2 separate regions of the Mus musculus genome follow, and region 1 is linked to region 2. A link is a contact called in public Hi-C data. All regions are on one chromosome and are shown on one strand. The core of a region is the stretch at or near the end of the contact, and the rest is flanking DNA. Distances in the headings are between cores, read along the strand shown.

What was found. A called contact is a pair of places that touch in the nucleus more often than the background predicts.
Region 1: a contact with region 2 is called in a Hi-C map of uterus. The contact joins the promoter of Muc20 here to the enhancer-like site in region 2. A contact is called at or near these places in 14 of 39 promoter capture datasets (the 3T3-L1 cell line, 3T3-L1-derived adipocytes, the HPC-7 cell line and 6 more), 1 of 15 datasets of contacts at CTCF or cohesin (pro-B cells), 71 of 484 Hi-C or Micro-C datasets (the AML12 cell line, B cells, the BV-2 cell line and 36 more), 11 of 115 datasets of contacts at active chromatin or transcription factors (the NIH/3T3 cell line, T-cell acute lymphoblastic leukemia, bone marrow-derived dendritic cells and 4 more) and 5 of 9 other capture datasets (adipose tissue, embryonic stem cells, liver and 2 more).

Annotation. Positions count from the first base shown.
Region 1 is chr16:32,795,494-32,802,387 of GRCm38.p6, forward strand. Muc20 (mucin 20) reads right to left here and starts at 1,942. Exons shown (of 4, transcript NM_146071.2): 1 at 1,824-1,942. The coding sequence starts at 1,899.
Region 2 is chr16:32,703,699-32,710,814 of GRCm38.p6, forward strand. Gm34766 (a long non-coding RNA gene) reads left to right here. Exons shown (of 3, transcript XR_384827.2): 3 at 1-558. Among named protein-coding and RNA genes, the nearest start is that of Gm34766, 8.6 kb to the left of the region's middle. Within about 2 kb of position 3,628, at least 25 of the 459 cell types and tissues checked have an H3K27ac peak or open chromatin away from gene starts, as enhancers often do. A contact at or near this core is called in the G1E-ER4 cell line, the N1E-115 cell line, T-cell acute lymphoblastic leukemia and 2 more, where this site is marked.

The DNA of each region.
Region 1 (6,894 bases), core at 692-3,191, 90 kb after region 2:
CCCACACACACACACAAAAATTCCCATAGAAGTATGTTCTTCAAAGTCTAGAATGACCTATGGTTTCATCTTTAGAGATAACTGGGAGGACGGGGAGAGGAGCCTCCAGCCTGAGTGGAATATGTCCTAGGAAAGCAAGCAGTCAGGGAACTGGAGCCAGTTCACATGGGTAAAGGAAATGATTAGTGGGCGCACACTCTCTCGCGCGCGCACGCACACACACACACATACACGTCTGCAGGAGCTACTGATTGCCTTCTTCATATGGGCATCTATGCCTAATCCCAAGCTATTTCTTTGAGGCCCCTGGTCCACAGAACCCAGCCCAGATCGGAGGGTGTGGCTGCTTTCCTCTTCCATACCTCCATATTGGGAGTGAGAAAAGTATGGAAATACAGCCTGGTTTGAGTCTTGCCTCTGTTGCTTGTTCTGCTGTATACTAACTCTGTGACACAGGTCAAGTCTCTGTGCTCCACACTGGTACTTTCTCATATGTAAAGTGTGACAGGCAGGGTGGGTGGTCCAATGGTTGGGCACTGCTAGCAGTGCTGGCCCCGGGGTTAAATTCCTCCCTCTAAGCTGCAGTCCCCTTGCTTTTAGGTGGGTGGCAGGTCTTAGAGGTGCGCACCTTTCCTTGACGTTATTGTGAGGATTTAAAAGGCAATGTTGGACCAGCCCGATAGCTCAAGTGGGTAGAGCTGCTTGCTACCAAGCTTGGTGACCAGAAGTTAAGATTCAAACTGTCAGGTGGTCTCCACACACGTGTCAAGCATTTGTGGACTTTCTCTCTCTCTCTCTCTCTCTCTCTCTCTTTCTCTCTCTCTCTCTCTCTGTGTGTGTGTGTGTGTGTGTGTGTATCTGAACTCTGAACTCTGGGTTTGATTGAGAGATCCCAGGTCAAGGAATAAGGTGAGAGAACTTTCAAGGGTGATCCCAAAATCAACCTCCACACACACTGTACACATCTTCACACACAGCCAAACACATGTGAATCCACACATATGTAGAAACATTTCTCTTTCACACACATGCATAGAAAAATGGAAAATGGAAACATTGATAAATAAAGTGTATATAGCAAGTTCCATGCTGTCAGGGCAATGTGTCAAAACAAATAAATAAATACATACATAAATACTTATTTATTTATTTAGAAATTCTGTCAATAAACTTAAAAAATGGAATTTAAAAAAGTGATGCCCGGTGTGACATGTCAGTGTGTGGTCTCCGCTGTAGCAGTCCCCATGCCGTGGGGACGTGAACAGCAGGGGCTGTGTGTGGGAGGGACTGGATAAATCAGAAGTCTCAGTAGAATGCTGTTCAGTTTTACTATAAACCTAAAGTTAGCCTGAAAATTATCTATTTTAAAGTGTGTGTGATAGGTTTGGCACAGTGCCAGTTAGTAACAGATCACGGTTAGCTCCCATCTTTCAGAAAAGTCTGCCTCTCTCAGAATCTCCCCGCCCAAGCAGTTTGTGACAAACTTTTCATTCAAAAGGCAAATTTCAAAGAACAGCTGGGCTAGGTAACGATGTTGGAGGGAGCAGAGCTAAAATGATCACCAGCTGGCATCTCCCAAGCCCCTCCTCCCTCCACCCCACTATCCCATGACTAAAGAGTGACTCCCAGACTCCCTTACAGTGATGGCCACAGGGCCACCATGTGTAAGCTGACCCATCTGCCAGCCAGCACACTCGTCTATTCCTCCGGCCATTAATACAATTAACAAAAATGTCTCCCTTGCCCACAAAGAGCTGTCTTTGCCAGCACTGAAACCCAGAGCTCCACCAGGGAGGATCCCCGGGGGCTGTCCTGTTCCTTACCTGGAGAGCTCACACTGACGCCAACCTTCCAGCAGAAGACAAGGAGGGGCACAGCCAGGCCCCAGACAGAGCCCATCGTGCCTGGCCCTGACCACCGCTGTCTGCCGGACCTGCCTGCTGTCTCTCCTCACCACCCTTTCCTGCTTCCTCAACCCCGGGAGGAGGGGCAGACGACTGCCCAGGTGTGACTGGGTAGGTTCCAGGAGGCAGCCGGGTGACCACAAATGTGCAGGCTGACAGCAGGTTCATGGTCCCACTCCCCACCCTGACTCCCATGCCTTGCCTCTCTGATTTGAAGATATGGCATCAGTTCCATTCTGAAACCCTCCCCTGGCACTGAGAATGGCATGAAAGAGATGGTGTTTACCCCACTCACCCATACCTGGGGTCCCGGCTTCATGGGCAGACCCAAGTTTATCTACTGAGCCTAGATTTTATCAGTTCTAGGGACCAAGGGCAAATAAGAGAACATTTCTTAGCCCCAACTTCTTGATCTGTAAAATGGACACACTGTCTGACTCAGGACACCACCAAAGTTCTTACGCAACGTCTCCTATACATTGCTGGTGCTCAGAGAAAATGCATCTATCTCAGTAGCTCAAGATATAAGTGGGAGCCCTCAGCCTTGACCAGTCCATGTGAATGGTCCTGAGGTCTCAAGGGGACAGTGTCCCAGTGTGGGGGCAGGACTCTAACCTCTAATAGCTTTCTATATTAAAAATCCTGGGATTTTGCAGCGAAGTCCAAGGCAGGACCAGGTCCCCAGTCATGTTTGAGGATTCAGGATGCAGAGGATGGCATGATGCTCTGAGTCCAAGAGCCAGCAGAAGGAGATGACTTGGGGACACTTAGGAGATTAGTTTCCAAGGCAAGGAGTGATGTTATGGGCTGTATTTTCTATATGCCTCCCCCAAAACAAAGAGGACTCTGACCCCTCAAGGACCAAGGCCTAGTGCTCTTAGGGCCATACCCAGTGGCCAGACAAGGTTCCGTGGGCATTTTAAGTGCTTTTGGATGAAAAGCAGCTCTGGGATGGAGAAGACATCTCGGATCTGTGTCACAGAATCACAAAACTGAGAACAGGAAGGAAATGTAAAACTGTATCAAACGCTCTGTCCTTAACTGTGGGCAAAAAGCTGTGTGGTCTTAGACCAGTAGTTTGCCCTCTCTGGACCTCAGTCAGGAAGGCTTCTGAGGGCTTCTTGGCCCAGCAGTCTGAGATTGACTGCTGGCTATCTGACAGTATCATAGAGAACTTTAGTGGGCACTGTGGTGACAGGGCTTTCCCTCCTGGGAGGAGGAGCTGTCATCTTGGGGTGTGTCAGCCTCTTCAGAAGGGGCTCTGGAGTCTCTGTGAAGTAACCTGACACTGGAGTTGAGGGGCGTGGGGAGTAGTGGCAGGAACACAGTCCGCAGGCTGAGCCTTTTCCTTTCCCAGACTCAAACTCAGCTCTCTACTCTAAACAGGTGGGAGGAGGAGGAACCACTGCATTCTGGGAGACCGTGCCATGTAGCCATGTCCCCATGTGAAATCCACCCTTTAAGGAGGTGGAGGGAACATGGCAAGAGGGCAGATCTCTGTCTGGGCAGTCCTCCACACTCTCCTGCTGCACCCATGCAGAGCCAGGGGCTTCCTCATTCCAGGGGCAGCTTACTCTACGGACCAGCATTCTGGTGCCCTTTTCACCCCAACAAGGAATTCCCCACTGCATTTCCTCTTCCAACTGAAATGGCCAACAGCCCTACACACTTGAAAATGAAGACAGACAAACAAACAAACAGAAAAACCCTAAGAAGATCTGGGCCCGTTTCTGTGGAATGAATTTATAGTCTTAGCTGGTTCATATAAAAGACACACAACTCAGGTATTTTATTTACAAACTGTAAGCCTAGATTGGACAGGTTTGGAGTTATACTAACTTATCCCCTAGCTATAAAGTGTCTTGTCACTTACTGTTTCTCCTGACTGCTTAGTGGTCATGGTCCATCTCCTCGTATGGCAAAGTCCTCCACCTCCACCACCATCTTCTTTCTTCTTCTTCCTCTTCCTAGAACCCATGCCCCACCTTTCTCCCTCCACTGCCCAATCACAGGCTCTACCCTCTCGTTGACCAGTTATATTGGGGAGAAGTTTCACATAGCATCACTTGGTATACGTAAGAATCAACCACATCTTGAGAAGCCAGCATTTAACATTCGAATACAAGCAGCATCAGACCAAACCACTACAAGTTTCTTCTTTATCCAGGGTTACTTCCAAGCCTGGCTGATGGCCAGCAGCCCTGAGGGCCATCACAAACTTCACTGGAAAGTTCTTGGACCATTTCTTCACAGCCCAGCTCAGCTCTCACCACGAGTTAGCACAAGGCACAAGTCTCACTACATTAACAAGCACATTAACAAGCAATGTCAGACATTGGTCTCAGCTCTTGAGGTAATACATCACAGAGGAAAACAGACAGGGATGGCCCTCAGGAGCTAAGTCCTGAAGACTGGGTGGGCAGTGAACAAGGGAATAGAAATTTGTAAGTGACCGAGAAAGAAAGAGACATTGAAGAGCTGGGGTATGTGGGTGTATGTGTGCATGGGCGGCATGGCGGTTCAGGTTGCGGTACTGAATAACAAGGGAGGAGATTGTAGGAGCATCTAGAGAGATGTCAGAAGCTTAAAGCAGAAAGGTTTATGTAGTGAGAATTCTGGAAGTTTGGTTTCCTTTTAAACACTCAGAAATGTTTTTGTTTTAATCCCAGGTGTGGGATAAGGGACCGCTTCAGACTGTCCACAGCAGCTGACTATGATTTGCCTCATGCTCTGTCAGGGGCGTGATTTTGCCAGCTGCAGATAATTTCTGCAATTGTGTAACATTTGGAATGCTGGGGACTTTTCAGAGGGTCTATAAATGCTAGGGTCCTGAGGGGCATGGTAGGCTGTTGTTTGCAGTTTGTTAAGTAGTGGTGCACAAAGAAGAAACAAGAAGAAAGTGGGTATCCTGACAGTGAAGATCAAACTTGCCCCGAAGAACTCAGCAGCCCCAATCAGCAAAAAGTCATCTGAGGATAACGTTGGCCCCTTTCTCACCCCTGACTTTATTCAAGGATCTCTTTCATTTCCTCTCTATCCTTCTTTCTCTCTTATTTAGTATTAGGAGGTTAAAAGGGTAGAGAAAAATGGTAGAGAAGGGTAGAAGAAAAAAGAACCCACAAAGCAGCCAAAGATGGCTACAGGTTAGGAATACCAAGGAACAGCCAGGGCTGGAGTCACAGGAGTATAAGAGATGGGAGTGGGGGAGGGGGCAGCAGAATGGCAGGGGAGGGTAACGAGGATTCCGTGGGCATCCGAGGCTTTACTCTATCAAAGTATAAATTACAATAGAGTTGTGTGTCTTCAGTGGCTGTATCTATGCTCGTAGAGTCTGGCTTCATTCTATAAAACAGAACGAGCAACCGTTCTGTGGGCTTAGCTGACAAAGCAGAGTGCAGAACATGGCAAGAGCAAGACAGAGCCTGGGTGGGGTTCACCCCCAGGTGAGGGCATGGGTGGAGTTCACCCCCAGGACAGAGCCTGGGTGGGGCTCACCCCTAGCACAGCAAGAAAAAGTAAAAGCAAAACTAAATAGCGCTAGGTGGCTTCAAGTCTACTCTCCTGGTGAAGTGGGAACAGGAAATAGACAATGAGTTACCGACTGGTTACTATCAGGTCCTTATTTATTTATTTATTTATTTATTTATTTATTTATTTATTTCAAGAGCTAAACAGAAGGGACTTTCCCATTACCTGTTCTCAAAATCCAGCAATTTACTCTCTTCTGACTTCTACGTTCAGATAACTTAGTTTCAAGGACATGAGACTAAAGCAACTGCCCCCATCTGGGGCTTGTCAGCCTAGATCGGGAACCTTGTAGAAGACAATGGTGCCCTCTGATTTTTAACTTGATGAACAAGTGAGCTTGAAGTGTCCCTGCAGAGCTCTGAGGAGGGCGGTAGGCCCTAACTCGGGGTCTAGAAGGCCAGGCAGCAGGAACCCTGGCAGCTCTGTTGAGAACGACATAGAGCCTAGGAGTTAGCATGACAAGGGATGGTGGGGGAGGAAAGGCCTACGAACACTCTCTAATTAGTGATATGTTTTGAAAGTAGACACGGAGATCACTTCAGCTTGACCCACGTGGGGTGTCAGCGTAAAGCCATGGATGGGCACAGGCTCTCAGCCAGAGCATCAGTAAAGATCCTGGAGTCAGCCTCACCTGTTAGGCTCAGAGCTCCTATTCTCTGTCCCCCACAAAACCAACATATATGGTAGCGGTGACTCTGACTTGGGACAAGGCCTAATTGATTTAGCAAAAATGTCCTGGAAATACAAAGTCATCTGTGTGCTAGACAAGGAGCTGAGGCTAGTTGCACTTTTGACTCATTTTGGGTTTCTTATCTCCTTTCACCATCTTGGGTCCAGGAGCTGGGGTCTTGTGTATCACCAGAGGAGGGGACAGGGGACAAACTTTATCTACAGGTGCACGTGTATGTGTGTGCTCGGTATAAATAGCGCCCGGGATAGCTGAATCGAAATGTTTACATGCCAAACTTACCAACGGCTGTGGGGCTTTCGGCAGCAATGAGAAAAGTGGCGACAGGCTTTGTTATGCTCACAGGATGGACAGTCTGTCTCCAACACAGACAGAGTAGCAGGAAATTGTGCTAACCCTGCACCTTGAAGGGGCTCTGTGTTAACCAGATAAATTAGGATATATTGCCTGGCCCCAATAGTTTCATACAAAACAAAACAAAACAAAACAAAACAAAACAAAACAAAACTTCATGTAGGGCTAGAGAGATGGCTCAGTTGCCTCTGAGTGAGGGCTTGAGTCTAATCCCCCCCAAACCATAAAAAAATGTTAAGTGTGGTGGTGCGTGCTTGCTATCCCAGAGCTGAGGAGGTAAAGACAGAAGGATCCCCGGGACTTGCTGGCCAGATAGCCTAGCCAAACTAGTGAGCTCCAGGCCTAGGAGAGATCCTGTCTCAAAGGAAGTAGACAGTGTCCCTGAAGCAGTCATCTGAGACTGTCCTCTGGCCTCCAAAT
Region 2 (7,116 bases), core at 2,378-4,877:
GCTTTGACAACATAGGGCCAGTGATGAAGCCTGCTTGGAAGTGGAGCCAGTGCCTGGTATGTTGTGGTGTTATTACCTAACCAAGCGGAACATATACTCCACGTCTAGGATGCTGAAGGAGATAAGTGGGCCTCCTAGTGAATACGGCTGTTAAGAAATATCTTTGCTATGAGTTTGTGCCTCCCAGTAATATTAGAAACTATACCCGTAAGTCTTACCAGCATGACTGCTCAACGTGAGCAGAGCCAGGAGGACAGCAACAAACACACCAGACTGCGCAGGGAAAAGCCCAGAAGGCCTCAGCCCTACAAAGAGAGCTACAGACAACCGAGTCAAGCTGGAAGCAAAAGAGGTGGCCCCAGGAAGAGCGTGACAATTGAGTGTCCAGTGCCAAATGGTCAGCCCTGAAGCATACATACAAGTAGTATATAGTCTCACAGGTTATATTTGTAAACACACACACACACACACACACACACACACACACAAGAGCACACACACAGAGTAATAAAAACTTATCCTTTTTTTTTTTAAGAATGTTTTTAGTTGGTTGTAGTGGCACATACTTTAATCTCAACACTTCAAAGGGTGAGGCAGGAGGATTGTTGCAAGTTCAAGGGCAGCTTAGAATATATAACAAAACCCTGTCTCAAACAAACAAAACAAAAAATCCAAACCAAACCAACCAACCTACCAAAAACCAAAAAAATACCCAAACCAAAACCAAACAAAAACCCCCAACCAACCAACCAAACAAAAACCAAAGACAGGATTGGAGAGGTGGTTAAGTGTCCTGGCTTCTCTTACAGGGAACCCAGGTTTAGTTCCCAGTTGCTTACAACATATGTTAGCTTCAGGCGATTTGACGTCCACAAAACCAAACCACAGCATATTAAAACTTTTTTTTGGAGAATACAGTCCACAGCTTCCATGAAAACTCCAGAGAAAACGATCTGATTTCATTTTCTTTGATGATTATAGAGTCCCCCCCCCCGCCCCCATTTCACATCTCCATTTGGAATTCCCCTGTTGGGGTGCAGCTCAGTGGTGGAGTGTGTCCTTAGCACGCCTGAGCCCTGGGTTCACTACCCAGGACCACAGAAGAAAGAAAAACAATTCATTTCCTTTATCAACCGGGGTGAAAGGTTTATGCGACCATTGAGTTAATCCCTTACCATGCATTTGAAAGTACCAGCGCAAATATTTGATCTCTTCTTCTCCTGCCTCTGATTTTTTTTTCAGTTGAGTGGGTAAGAAATCCAGTGGAGGTCATTTCCTCCCATGAGCCTTACCCTCAATCATCTTAAAAGAATGGATATTGATGTTTCGTCTTACAGTTAATCAGGCAGTGTATTGATAACCACCTGGCAGGCCAGGCACAGGCACTCTTCAGGGCCAGTGTCCTTTGTGTCCAGTATTGCAGATCCCCAGTTAGGGTGGGTTTGGACTTTCTTTTTGCTTTGAGACAGGCTCTCACTATGTAGCCCCAGCTGGCCTGGAACTTTCTCTACAGTCCTGGCTATGAGACCTGCTGTCCACTGCCTCCCCAGTGCTGAGATTCAAGGTATGCATCCTGACACTACACTTCTTTCCTGGTTGTTTTTCTGTTGTGGTGGCGGTTTTGAGAAAGGGTTCATTGTAGTCCAGCTGGCCTTCAACAAGGTATGCAGCGGAAGGTGACTTGATTCTCCAGTCTCCTCCTCTGCCCCCAACCCCGCCCACACCCTCAGTGCCAATGTTTGCCATCAGGCTGAGACAAGGTTGTTTGTTTGTTTGTTTTTTAAATCTGGTAAAGACTAATATTTTATAAAACTTACATCTTCAGAAGGCAAATTTCTCATGGTGGCAAAAAAGGTATCATGATTGCAGGAAAGATGCGAAGAAAGGAGAGTTAAACAGGTATAGCACATGGATTTTTTCCTTTTCTTTCTTTCTTTTTCTTTTCTTCTTTTCTTCTTGGTGGGGGGCGGGATGGTGAACTTAAACTTATTCTCTCATTAAAATATTATCAGGCTTGACCCTGCTTAGCTTCTGAGATCAAACAAGGTTTGGCCAGGCTATTGCAGCTCATAACTACCTACAGCTCCCGCTCCAGGGGAATCTGATGCCCTCTGCTGGCTTCTGTGGGCATTGCATGCATATGGCGCACATACACACAGACTCACACACATAGACACACACACACACACACACACACACACACACACACACACACACACACACACTAATAAATAATAATCCCTACCAATCTTACAGAACACCCAGCTGCAGAAGATACTGCAGCCTTCAACCTTCCAGTTAATCTTCACAACTATCCTGTGCTGTGTTTTATGTATGGGAAGCGGGACACAGAGACAGTAAAACCCGAGTGTAGGGTGCATTGTGCTCCCCATAGAGAGTTCTAGATGTGACTGTGTGGAGCCATCATTCCTCTGGATCTCAGCTTTACCATTTCAGTAACGAGGGCCCTGAATAATGACTTTTTTTCTTTTCTTTGAGACATAGTTTCTCTCTGTAGCCCTGGCTATTCTGAAACTAGCTCTGTAAACCAGGCTGGCCTCAGACTCACAGAGATCCACCTGTTTCTGCCTCCCAAGTGCTGGGATTAAAGGCATGCACCACTGGTGACATAAAGATGTTCCCTATGCTAGCTACAGAGGGAACAACAAGGTGCTTCCGAGGAAAAGCTACCTATGAGCAGAAGATGGTGGGCAGGCCCGAGCATGCGTGGGGGACAGACACAGACAGGCAGCAAACATCACTTGGAGCCATCATTTCCTGGAGGTCTAGAGAAAAGGCTGATTAGGTCCCATCGCAACACAACAGATGCTGGTGCTCTGGCGGTCAGGACAATGCTCTTGTGCCATCTCAGGGCCAGCATCCTGCCACAGAGCTTCTTAGGTTCCAGGCTACACAGGTCCCTCTGCTCGGTCTGAAGCCCCTGTGTCAAGCTAAATATGAGACCTGTCCTTTGTCTTCTGGACGTCCGTCTCCACGCCCCCCTCCACAGGACACTCAGCCTTGATGGGACATCGACAACAGGCTCCTGGGCACAGCCACGCTGCCCAGCAAACAGCTGCTTGCCACAGAGTAGCATTGCCACCTGCTTCTGGCTCCTTCTACCCATTCGTACTTACAGCCAGACGAGGTTCCCCTTCCTGTTGCTGAGACTGAAAATAATAAGGATGGGTTGTGCTGATCTGAACCTCACTGAACAACCCCAGTGTACACCTGCTTGAGACTGTAAGGACAGGTACAGGAAACAGTACACTTTGTGGCTTAATGTGAAATTGACATATATAACAGTTGGTTTGTTTTTACCTGTTAGATCGGCCTCATCATCCCTTGCAAGCCCCACCCCCCCCTTTCCCGATTGCCTCGATATTTTATGTTCTACTTGCGGCATAGCTGGACAAGGTTGGCTCTCCGCACACCTCAACCCAAAACTTGGCTGCGGCTCACACCTGCACATCTAAATCCCTCTTTCCTGAGCAGCTCAGGGCTCTATAGTTGGGTTTATTTCTGTAATCCCTTCAGCCTGTTTCAAGAGCGTCCCTCCCTGCTCTGGTGCTGGAGCAGAGGCTGCCTGAAGCACAGGAAGGCTTGTGGCTGACAGCAGGGTGCGGCAGCCCTGTCCCAGTTTAGATGATGCTGATAGTAAGCTTGAAGAGCTTGCCTTTGGTGGTGGCCACGGAAGGAGGGAATTGGAACCGACAGGATGGGCCAGCGGGAGGAAGCAGTGGACACCGGGACCCCAGTCTGCACTCCTCAGAGATCTGGGACCAGTGCTGGCCACCCAGCCTTCCTCTTGCGTAGAGCTGAGGAGGTCAGCACTTCTGCAGTGTTTCTCTAGCCTTCCGTTTCCTCCCTCGTTGGAAATGAAAACACGTGTTGTGGACTCCCAGGCAGAGGCAAGCAATAGCTCTCCCTCTGCCAGCTCACCTGAGTGTGAGGTTCTTTAGGGAAAGTAGCTCACGTTAAGAGTCCTCTGCTCTGCGAAGCGTACCTTACTCTGTCCTCTAGGCTTGTTAAACTACCTAACTTATCTGTAGATAGCCAGACGTTGTAAAGAGGGAGTCCTTACCACTCTCAGGGGCGCTAATCCTCCCAGGAGGGGCAGCTCCAGCAGAGATTCAGAGAGCCCCACAGAGAGAAGAAGCAACAAGCCTTTGGCTGTTTAGGAATTCTGTGTTATACTGTGGGTTAACACGCTGGCCCAGAGTGGACCTCACAAGCAGAAATTATTGGCCCAGAGAGATAAGACCTGCTCCTGGGCAGGGTGCAGACCCCACCTGGAAGTCCTTATCTCCCACAGAGCCCTTTTGGACTCTATAGAGTTTATGCAGCATGAAATCTTCATTAATATTCACTTAAACATTGCTCTGGGTTAAAGAGGTCATCATAGGGCAGCCATGTTAGCAACGGCGAAAAGCCAGAGGCACAGGAGGAAGGAGAGACCAGAGAGCGGCATGGCCCAGAAGGGGGTGGGGGTGGGGGTGGAGGTGGTGGTGGCGCTGATCACAGAGACCAGCAGTCACACAGGCAGGTGGAGCAGGCACCAGACAGGAGGGTGGCAGGACCTGGTGGGTGAGCAGCTGGTGGTGGGATGAAGCCATCTGATAGGTGCTACATAGTCTGGAGGAGAGGCAGGTCCTTGCCCGAAAGGGCTGGGTAGGGAGTGTGGGTGGGGAAAGAGTAGAGCAGAGGCGGTCCTTGGGGGAGGCTCCCACGCTGAAGACCCGTGTGCTCCCACATAAGACCGCTGTGCTCCATTTTTTCCATACGGATGTCCCTTCAGCCATTGTCCTAATCCTGTTTCTTTGGCCCCTCCTGGTTGTGTGAAGCACAATCCCCCGTGGGACCCTTCCACAGGGTAGCCCTCCCCACCTCTGGCAGCTCATCCCATGTCTTCCGTATAGCCAGGAGAACAGAGCATCTACGCTCCTCCCAGCAGACAGGAGCCTGGACAAGCTCATCACCCCTCAGCCAGCGTCCCAGCCTGCCATAAACCCATCACGGTTCACTTCCCACCCACTTCTCAGAGCAACCTAGGTGGAAACTTAACTTGAGACACCTCCTTACTTCCTTGTTCCTTTTGGCACCTGGACTGTCTCAGTCCCAGCCCCAAATCCCCACTGCGCCGGGGAGGGGGGGGCCCTCCGGGATTAGACCCACCCAATGTGCCCCAAAGCTTGACAGCTGAGCAGGAAGAGATCCACCAGACCAGTAAACCTGGAGTGGGAAGCAGCTGTCTTCCCCCCCTGCCCCCCCCAAGTCACACAGCAGGAAGTCTTTTTGACTATGGAGACCTCTCTGACCCCTGAACCAAAGTAGCACCCACATATAGAGCTCCTAAGATCAAAAGCCAGACTGCCTCTCTGTCTCAGGAGCTCTGCAGCACAAGGCCCACCAGGGTCCTAGGGCACCTTCAGTCAGACTGACTCTACGCCTTTCTAGGCCCCATTCTGATCTCATGGAGGCAGAGGGTGACTGGTTAACCTCACGGAGCCCCAATGTGTGTTCAGGAGCCTAGAGGGACCAGCTCCAGGAACTCCTTCTTCCTCAGAGTGGTTATGTGGAACTCAGGGAGGCGCTGAAGCAAAGCAGTGACGGAATGACTTGGAACGGGGCGCTAACCCTGTGGGGCTTGGCGTATTTGCTTTGCCAACATCTTATTGTTGTTAGTATACAGGCCATTCCACTGGCCTGTTCTCAGGGACCTAGTTACTTAAGTCATCGCCTGCCACTGCCAGGAGTGCCAGGTGTGTGCTGTGGATAAAAGGGCCCCCAGTCACCCCAGGTCTCTCCCCCTCTCCTCTTCCTCTCCCAGTTGTGCCTTTCTTAGGGGTACATTTTAGTATGGGCCTGCCAAAGGCATCCCTCCCTACACATATCTTTTATCATAACCATTGTCACACACCTGTACTTTGCTTACTCTGTTTCCATACCTAGAACACTCTTCCTCTATCCTTTATACCTATCTGATAGAGGATTTGTAAGCCGTATTCCTCCTTGTATGTGTGTCCACGTGTGTGTGTGTGCAAAAATGTGTGTGTGGTGGTCAGGGGTAAACCTTGAGTGTCCCTCTTCAGGAACTGCCCACTTTTTAAAAAAGCGTTTTGTTTTATGTATTTGTTTCTGAAGGTACGTACATATGTGTATGTAGCTTTGGATCTTCTGATCCCGGAGCTACATTTAGTTGTGAGCTGCCATGTGTGTGGGAGGTGGTGGCACTCAAACCCAGGTCCTCTGGAAGGACAGTCAGTGTTCTTAACTGTTGAGCTGTCTCTCCAGCCCTTCACTTTGTGTTTCTGAGACAGGGTCATTCACTAGCCTGGGACTCACCAGTTAGGCTAGGCCAAGTGGCCAGCAAGCCCAGGGCTCCTCTAGTTACTGCCTCCTCAGCACTGGGGTTACCAGGCCTGGTTTCTTTCTTTTTCTTTCTTTTTCTAAGGTGGGTTCTGGGGTTGAATGGCGAGCACTTGACTGCAGAGTCAGTCACCTCTGCAGCTCTCCGTATTCCTCTTAGGGAAAGACAGGGCCCTCTGTCCTCTGGCTTGGAAGTTAGATAGAAGCAGAATAAAGTCTTTTTTTTTTTTGCTTTTGGTTTTTCGAGACAGGCTGTCTCTGTGTAGCCCTGGCTGTCCTGGAACTCACTCTGTAGACCTGGCTGGCCTAGAACTCAGAAATCTGTCTGCCTCTGCCTCCCAAGTGCTGGGATTAAAGGTGTGCGCTACCACTGCCAGGCTAGAATAAAGTCTTGATTCTGCCGCTGCTACACGACTTTGGTTGTATAGATCATTTTTCATCCTCTGCCTTGATCTCTTTGTGTTTTTTCCAGATCCTTATGTAGACAGAAGTCTAGCACCTCCAGAGCTTAGTACATGCTAACTTGCTCACAGCACCCATCTCCACCCGCTGCCTGGCTAGCTCCTCCTGGCTGTGTCCGGCCTAGGTCCCTGTGCTCACACTACCCACCGCTCAGTAAGCACCCCTGCCTTGAGACCCTAAAACACTAACTAGTTCTTTCTAATGCTTACTGCCGTTATTAGGACATGTTTGTCTTCCCATGTCATCGCCGAGCCAGACGGGTGGGAGTGGACACTGCCTTTACTT